Regions from separate parts of the Gossypium hirsutum genome. Here region 1 is linked to region 2. The links are chromatin contacts, called in public Hi-C maps. All regions are on one chromosome and are shown on one strand. The core of a region is the stretch at or near the end of the contact, and the rest is flanking DNA. Distances in the headings are between cores, read along the strand shown.

Region 1 (4,232 bases), core at 943-3,442, 160 kb before region 2:
TATATTTTCCGTATAACCAAGTGCCATCAACTTGCACAAACGACTTGTAGTGGGGAAAAACTTACAAACATGGATCGAATGTCTAGAACATCCAATGAAAAATTCTTCTTCCCGATTGTAACTGGTCGTTCGGGCCGTAATAAGGTCATGTCTACAACTCAATGATAGTTCCTGACACGTACTCCTGTATAGCGATTATCCACCTCTGAAGTTCATTATACGCATCCCAATTTATGTACAACTGCTCCATGGCCATCTATTTAGCTATCCATGCTTTCCGGTATGACACTCGATACTAGAATCGTTCTTGCATTTTGACAATTAATATCAATACATGAATGGTCAGTATGTCATTCACCATTGGCATGATGCAGTTGCAGATAGTTTTCGCATCAAGTTTGGGATGATCTTACGTCATACATGCAGAAGTACATGTATGAGGCCTAACAAATTTCCAGATCTCCCACATTTGTGACCTCTGGATAAATGCAGCTTATACTCGCTAATTGCACCCTTCTGCCAACCTCTAACTTTCCCCAATAAATAATGTTTGTTTAGACACAACGATTTTGTAGTCAACCGACACATTTATGTTATATCGTTTAATGGAAAATTCGTAGTCTTCCTTGGTCATAAAGTTTTGGCCCACGAACAATTTCTTTTGTTTGGGATTTGCGGCCAATAGATAAGTGGATAGTATATCGGGGTACTTAGGGAACTCGGATGCATACGCCGCATCGGGATCTACGATTGACATGTAGGACCCAGGATCATTGCGTATGATTATGCTTCGACTTGGGTTCCCGACTGAATATGCTTAAACATTTCCATCACCATTCGCGTCTTTGTTGTTGATATCATCCGGGACCTCGTCTAGATCGGGATCACTATAATCTTCAACCTCACGACCAGAACAACCATTATTATCATATCCATCTTCATCATCCACATTAGTCTCAATCAACACCGAATGTATTTGTAAACGGGGACCTGGGTTAAGGCTCTTAGACACAGGTGGAGCATTAAGATCGATGTCAAACCTACTTACAGAAAATCACTTATCTATAGATGCCTTCGGAACCTCTGTACACGGATCTTGAACTCCATATTATTCACTTAATGGAGTGAAATCTTCAACCAACTCCATATCAGCTAACTCAACAAACAACTGAATTGGTTCAGTGTCGACACTCCTAGTCGGGCAATAAAGTGCGACCATTGTTTCCATGTCTTCATCGTCTTCAAGTTCCATCTTGGTAAATCTGATGCGATTTGACAAAACTGGGAATTAGTAGAATAGTTTCAAGATCATTCTCCAACTACGTCTAGCAATTTTTGGACTAATCATTTCTTTCATATCATCAACTAACACATTTCTATTAAATCTCATTGCTATTTGTTAACGAGATTTAAATATGCAACCAACTGTTATTCCTTAAATTACTCCATCGAAATAAACATATACGAAGAATTGATTATCCACATTCAATACAAAATCTGTAAAAATAATTAAAAATAATTAAATTTCTCAATAATTATTTTAAAAAATAAGATTCTACTGTAAAAAATATAATAAAATAAAATTAATTACTGTACAAACCTTAAAAATCTTTCTTTCTTTTCTTCTTTATTTTCTCCTCTTCTACAAACAATTTTTTTCCCTTTCTTCTTATCGGTTAACTGCTACAACACTTCAGGAAAACACAAAAACTTGGGATATATATAGCGGTTCGATGCTACTTGACATTCCCCTCCAACACTAACTTGTATGCTGCCCCTACTTTACCCGGTATATGTGTGATATACCAGTGTCGCCATATAGGGTGGCACCACTAATAAAATATTATTTTTTTATAACTTATTATGACCTAATGATAGGGGACAAAAAAATAGATGGTGCCGCCACCTTGTCAGGCACCACCTCTAATTAGTGTTCATAACCTACCATTTTAGTAAATAATCTGATGATGTACCATTTTAATTATTTTTTTGTATTATTAAAAAAACCTAAAATATAAAATCTCCTATTTAAATATCTTTAACTCTTCACAACAATTTATTTATTTTTAAAGTAATAATTTTTTTTAAATTTCAATAATATTTTTTCACTCACTTTTCTCGAACAAGAACTTTTTTTATAAAGCAAGCTTTAGAGTGTGTTGTCCAACAATGCTAAAGCATGCCCAAAGCAGTTAAGCGAAGCGGTCCGTTGACTTAGGCTGACGCTACTCCAAACTCTCAAGCGCCGACGCACGTTCTCAAATTTGAAGGATCCAACGGCCTTCTTTATCCCTCGCCCACATCTAAATCTAAAAGCCTCTTCAGATCCAAGAAATCTTCATACCTCGCTGCCACACCAAATCCCAACTCTCCTTCCTCGCTTTTCTGCTTAAGGACTTGGAAAACAACGAGCTCTGCAGCCATTTCGTAAACCATAAATACTTATATAGATTTTGTTTTGAGATAAATGGTTGATTAGATCGTGGTGTTGTTGAACGACGGAGATTGATTGATCAGGAAAGGAATTGGATGATGGATGTAGAAAGATCTTCGCTATGCAATTGCGTGGTGAATTTTTTACTGGAAGAAAATTACTTGTTAACGGCATTTGAATTACTCCACGAGCTTCTCGACGATGGCCGTGATGCTCAAGCGATTCGTCTCAAGGAGTTCTTCTCTGATCCTTCTCATTTCCCTCCCGATCAAATCTCTCGTTACAACTCTCTTCGAGGTACAATGTTTTTTCTTTTTAATTTAAAAAAAAAATTAATTAATCATTGGAATTTGCTTTATATAAACTTCTTAGAAGGTTCAAGTTAGTAATACAAGTAATTACTAAGTGGAAGCTGAATTTGTTAGAAGCAAGTTAGTTTGTTGTCTTCGCAGTTGATAGAGAGTAAAGAATTAAGGATGGTTCCTCTCTCAGCTTAATTCTACTGAAATGTGGTTGTTAGTGAAGGCATTTTTACGATCTTGCTAGAAAATATATATCATTATATGTGGAAGATGGAATGCTTATGCTGAAGATATAGCTAGTGAACCTTATTGATGGTTTCAATTTAGACTTAGCATCGACTATGTGAACCTTATTTATGGTTTCAGCTAACCTTTATTTCTTGAACTGCAGTTTTAGATCCTCAGAGTTTGCTAGAAGAGAAAGAAGCAATTGAAGAAAAACTAGCGCTTAGTGACTATGAACTACGTTTAGCTCAAGAAGACATTGTGAAACTCAAGACTGAGTTACAAAGAAAAGAAGATCTCACTCAGGATAAATCGAGTGGTAACATTTCTTATTAATCAATATTTGTATTGATGCACTTAGAATCCATCTGGTTTATGCTTTTGTTACATGCCTTTTGCTTTCTATTTATTTTATAGCCTTTTTCTTTCTTATTTATATTTTTCTAAAAAAGAAAAAGGCAAATGGCAAAAACATAAATCCAACAGTCTATTTTTTATTTTGTGTGTGTGTGTGTGTATTTTTAGAGAAAATTTTAGTCTCTTTGAGTATTACATGTTCAGCTTGCTTTTTATTTATGGCTGTAAGAATCATTAGAGGAAACAAAGTGCTCAAGAATGGCTACCTAAATAAAATATAGGTTCACTGTTGGTTCATGCATTAAAGGTAAGCAATAAGGGAATTATTCTTTTTGGCTCCGTTTGCATTACATGAGGTTGGCCACCTTGCATGACTATGTCTATGCACAGAATGAAATATAGTTTTCTCCTAACCATGCTAGATATTCATGTCATTCTTTGCAAATAAACATCCCAAATTCTGCTTCAGTAGCTTTTCGAAGGCAACTATTTTGCATTATCTGGCGGGCTTTGTAGGATTTCCAGCAGTAAATTGGGCATTTTAGGGGATTATTTTATTTGTGCATGCTTTTATCCTGTGATGTCAAGGCATGCGCCTAGGCGCTAAGGCGTAGTGCAAATGGCCATTACCGCCTCAGCCACCTCAAGGCAAGGTGACATCATCAGGCGAGCACCTGGTGTGCTTTTTGGGAGCCTTTGTTGCAAAGCCAAGCGCAAAAAATGTGCTTCACTAATGAGTCATTTCGTTCTCCTGTTTATTATTATTTTTTGACTTTTAAAAGAAAAAATATAATAAAATATCATAAATGACTTTTTTAATTAATTATTAACCAATTTTATTATATAAAAACCTAGTTAACTTTTTCAAGAGAAGATGAAGGAAATTTAGAGCTAGTTTCTGATAATGATATTTA
Region 2 (4,325 bases), core at 1,798-4,297:
AACTTGGTTTGGTTAGTCTTGTGATGAAATTGAATGAGTCTTAAGGGACGGTTCTTGAAAGAAAGTATGTATATGTATTTCTAAATAGGAAATCTACCATTGTAGCTATTGATCTACCACAAATCGATGTGGAAAATTAGGCTTTTCCAATGCACTTGAGGAGCTTTTTCTTGAGCAAAACATAGTTTTTAGCATAGCTTTTTGTTATTTTCATATTTTCAGGTAATAAGTGAAAATGTCTCAATTTTGTTTTTTTACCAAAATTGGCCGATAGTGCCATTGGGAGGTCTAATGTGTGTTTGAGTACTGTAAGGATGATTTAGAGGTCGAAAATGAATAAGAATGACATCTAAGACAAGGGTATTGTGATATCTAACCCCTAGAATCGTGATATATCCGACAGTGTAGAAGACCAATGAGTCTTTTTAGTGAATCGTGATACCCCTTGGGTATCACGATATCCACCTCTCAAGGAAGGCCCCAAGTTTTAATACTGCTCGAGATATTGCAATATCCTCTCTGGGTATCGCGATATCGCCTTTGTCGACAAAAACTGTAGCCTTTGTCTACCCGGCCTACTAATCAGACAAGGTCCGTGTAAGGGCATTTTTGGCATCAAAAAGTTATAAAAACACACTTTAAAACAACCAAAAATTATTGAAAAAGAAGGAGGCACACATTAGCTTAGTTTTAGGTTTAGTTTTCTTTACACTTTTCTAGGGTTTTTATTTTTCTCTTCTTCTATCTTAGATTGGAGTTCATTTTTCTGCATTTACTTATTGTTCTTGTTGTTCTTTATGTTACTTAAGTTAGTTAACACTATAGCTAAGAATTGTTTATATTTCTAACCCATGTACTTTGCTTATAAGACTCTTTAAACTTCAATTTTATGTATTTCAGTTTATTTTAGTTTAAATCTATCAAAACTTGTTCCTTTTATGTTTCTTGCTTTAGATTTCTCTGTTAAATGCTTTTGGTTTCATGCTATTTAAGTTTTCTTACATAAAAATATTAACTTTTATATTTTTGTCAACCTTTACTTCCATGGCTGCCTTATTTTCCATCTTTATGTTTACTTTCCTTACTTTAAGAATGTGTAGCTAAACCTTTAAAGAGGTTGGTTGATGGACATGGGAATAAACTAAAATCTTTGGACAAAGGGTTAAATCGTAGCAAATTTGACTAATTTGAATAGAACTAAGAACTTAGGTAGTGACGCCCCATAAGGGAATATCGAGATAAAGTGAGACCGAAAGGTAATCTTGTCGCGCACTCGTTCGTTAGTTCTGAATTAACTGGTGAGATCAAAAGATAAATCGAACATAATTTGTCTAAGTCAATAAATTGAGATCGAAAGATAAAATGGAGCCATTTGGTAATTTATGTGATTTATATCCTAGTCTGAGATTTGGTAAACCACACTGAAGTCAGCCAACCCTATTAGTTATTTTCTGGGTAGTCCCTCTAGTTTATATTTCTTGTAATTTAGTCCTTAAAGTAATATATTTAATTTTTTACACACTCATCTTTTTATGAATTATCGTACTATAAAATCGTATGAGTAGCCGCTTAGACTCTATTGTGTATGTTAGTTATTTCTCAATCACCTCTTCCTTTGGGTTCGATCCTTCGAATATTTCGGTGTTCCATTATAACACTATAAATATTACAACTGACCTTATGCTTGCAGTAAAATCAAGCTTTAAAAATAGTTTCATAAATTATTTTTTTAATACGCATGCGTGCAGCCGATCAAGTTGTTGGCGCCATTGCTGGGGAAGACTGTGTAAGATTGAGTAATTTTTAATGTACACTTTTAAGTAAAGATAAGTAGCCAAAGTAGGATTTCTAGATATAACCCTTCCTCTTTCTGTTTTTGATAAACGGCTTGAGCCCATTTGATTTATGACCAATTTAAAGTCATGTTTGATGACCATGGTAGGTTGTTTGAGGGAACATTGATATATGAGGAAAATGAAAAGTCTACACTTAGCTGGGACGATTACGGACCTTTTACAGAACAGAGGTACGACCCTTGCTATGATTGGTATACTTACTTGTATCTGGTGGCTAGCAACAAACAAGAGGAGGAGACACATCTAAAAGAACCAAATGAAGATTGTAAAATGCCCGATGTAGATGAAACCTTCGAGGATAGAATGTCTGAGTACCAAGAAAATATGAAAGTTATTAAGAGTTAGCTGGGCCAAATACTTAAACTCTTATAATACCAAGCCAGGTGGAAAAAACTCCGTGTACAACAGTGTTAAACCAGATACTATTGACGTAGAGAAGAAAGCCCTCAACACCATGAGGGTTAATTCCCAACACCAAGTGAAAATTGGAAAACCTAGTGAAGATGTGCACATAACAGGGAAATTTGTGACTTTGTAGAGGTAAATATGAAAAAGCCATCACACTTTTCGAAAATCATAGAAAAAAGCCCTCACCATGAACCAATCAAAGACAAGTATCCACTAAGAGATGTTCATTAGAGGAAAGGGAACTCAATAAAATTTGAGTTTGTGATTCCACCTTTAAATACCCTTCCAGAAATGCAAAAGAGTGAGATGGAGTTAAAGGAAAAAGGGCTCGGAAGGAATATTGGGAAATAGCCAAAGGCGAGGCAAGATTAAATTTTGAAACTGATGAAAAATTCTTCAATTAATCGATTAACGAACAAACAAAGGATTAAGATTTCCCAGACTTTGTGGAAATTTTATTTTAGTGGAATGACGGAGAGTCTAGAAATTAGTGTTTTAACTATACACTTATGAATTTAATTCTTGTTTTGTAAATCATCTGTGTTTAGACTCAGGATTTACCCTAATGCTCTTGAACTTTAAAAAAAATCGAAAAAACTCGATATAGAAATAGGAAGACAGTGGAATCGTGATACCCAACATAAGATATTGTGATACCGCTGACAGTTAGAAAAACGAGGATTTTTGAAAATTTTCTTGGTATTGCGATGCCCAATCTTGGATATCACAATACCTATACCGGGTCACTATAAAATATGTCATATTCGTGTGACCTACGTGTTTTTAAACCTCCTTACTCTTCAAAAACCCTAAATCATCCCACTTAACACTATATTCATTTGTTACATTACCCTTTCAACTCTTTTCTCTTAAAAGGGCTCTCAAAGGCTTCTTTCAAACTCAACTTAGGGTTTGAACCTTCTCTTATGATTTACCTTCTTATTTTAACTCTTTACTACAGATTTATACTCTAGAATAGCCGCGACAAGAGGTGGTGTTTCCCTTCAAGAGACAACAACGTTGCATCTCGCTACTCTGGGTGTCCCATACTTGCCTATTGCATTGTAAAAGTTCCTAATACACCCTCCTTATTCTACTTTCATAGCATAAATTATTTTCGTTTCATATTCAAGAGGGCTAAACACAATAGAATCTTTCGATACATCGAATGAGATCACATACAATATTCAAAAATTTGTGTCCTCAGATGCTGAAGGTTTCTTTCATAAACTTCATGGACGATCGTTTATCTATGAATGTGGGTTCGATCCGGATGTCATTTTTGAAAATGAGTTCTGGGATATTGTAGATCTCTATGAATTGAGGGAATTCAGCCTTCGACCTCATAGGCCTGTAGTGCCTTCTGTGGTTCATGAATTTTATGCCAATTTAAAATTTTTCGAGGAGGATAAAGTGTATGTTAAGGGAAGAGAGGTTGAAATCTCCTCGTCCATAATCTCTAAGTATTATAGAGTTCTTTTTTTAGCAAACAATGAGATTGAATTACTTGATACTAGAAATTTTAAGGGTGTGAATGTGGATTATATAATGTTTTATCTCACAGAAGGTAAAGGGGAATGAGAGAGGGAGGTCTATACAAATCTTCCCATTTCTTTCAACCCAATTTTGTTTACCACATTAGATAAAATATGGCTACATTTTCTCCGTATGAAAGTTTGCCCCACTTTTAGCTCTAGGATTGTTAACCCCTTTCAAGCCATCTTGCTAACAGCTATTTTACAGAGGAAACAGATTTCTATAGGTACATGGATCTACAAGTTCATGTTACGTTGTGTAATCAGAGACGATACGGGGATTTTCTTTCCGCATTTGATCACAGATCTATGCCGAGCCGCGAGAGTACCCATAGATCCACTCAAACCGTTTCGTCAACCGACTACGCATATGATAACGAGTTCAATCTATCAGAAATTTAAAGCAATCCAGCAAGAGCAACGAACTTGAGGACATGGGTCGAAAGGAGAGCAGACTCAATTGACCCCAACAAAGTAAAAAATAGAAGGTATGCTGGAAAATATTCAAAAACAACTAGATAAGCTT

Evidence for each region. A called contact is a pair of places that touch in the nucleus more often than the background predicts.
Region 1: a Hi-C map of hypocotyl shows a contact between it and region 2, with 2.9 times the contacts expected there. The contact joins the promoter of LOC107954807 here to the promoter of LOC107954799 in region 2. A contact is called at or near these places in 10 of 34 Hi-C or Micro-C datasets (anther, hypocotyl, leaf and 1 more).

What each region holds. Positions count from the first base shown.
Region 1 is chrD07:46,039,139-46,043,370 of Gossypium_hirsutum_v2.1, reverse strand. LOC107954807 (RAB11-binding protein RELCH) reads left to right here and starts at 2,192. Exons shown (of 20, transcript XM_041097748.1): 1 at 2,192-2,731; 2 at 3,128-3,280. The coding sequence starts at 2,530.
Region 2 is chrD07:45,878,783-45,883,107 of Gossypium_hirsutum_v2.1, reverse strand. It overlaps LOC107954799 (chloroplastic group IIB intron splicing facilitator CRS2-B, chloroplastic), which reads left to right and starts at 3,047. Exons shown (of 9, transcript XM_016890472.2): 1 at 3,047-4,287.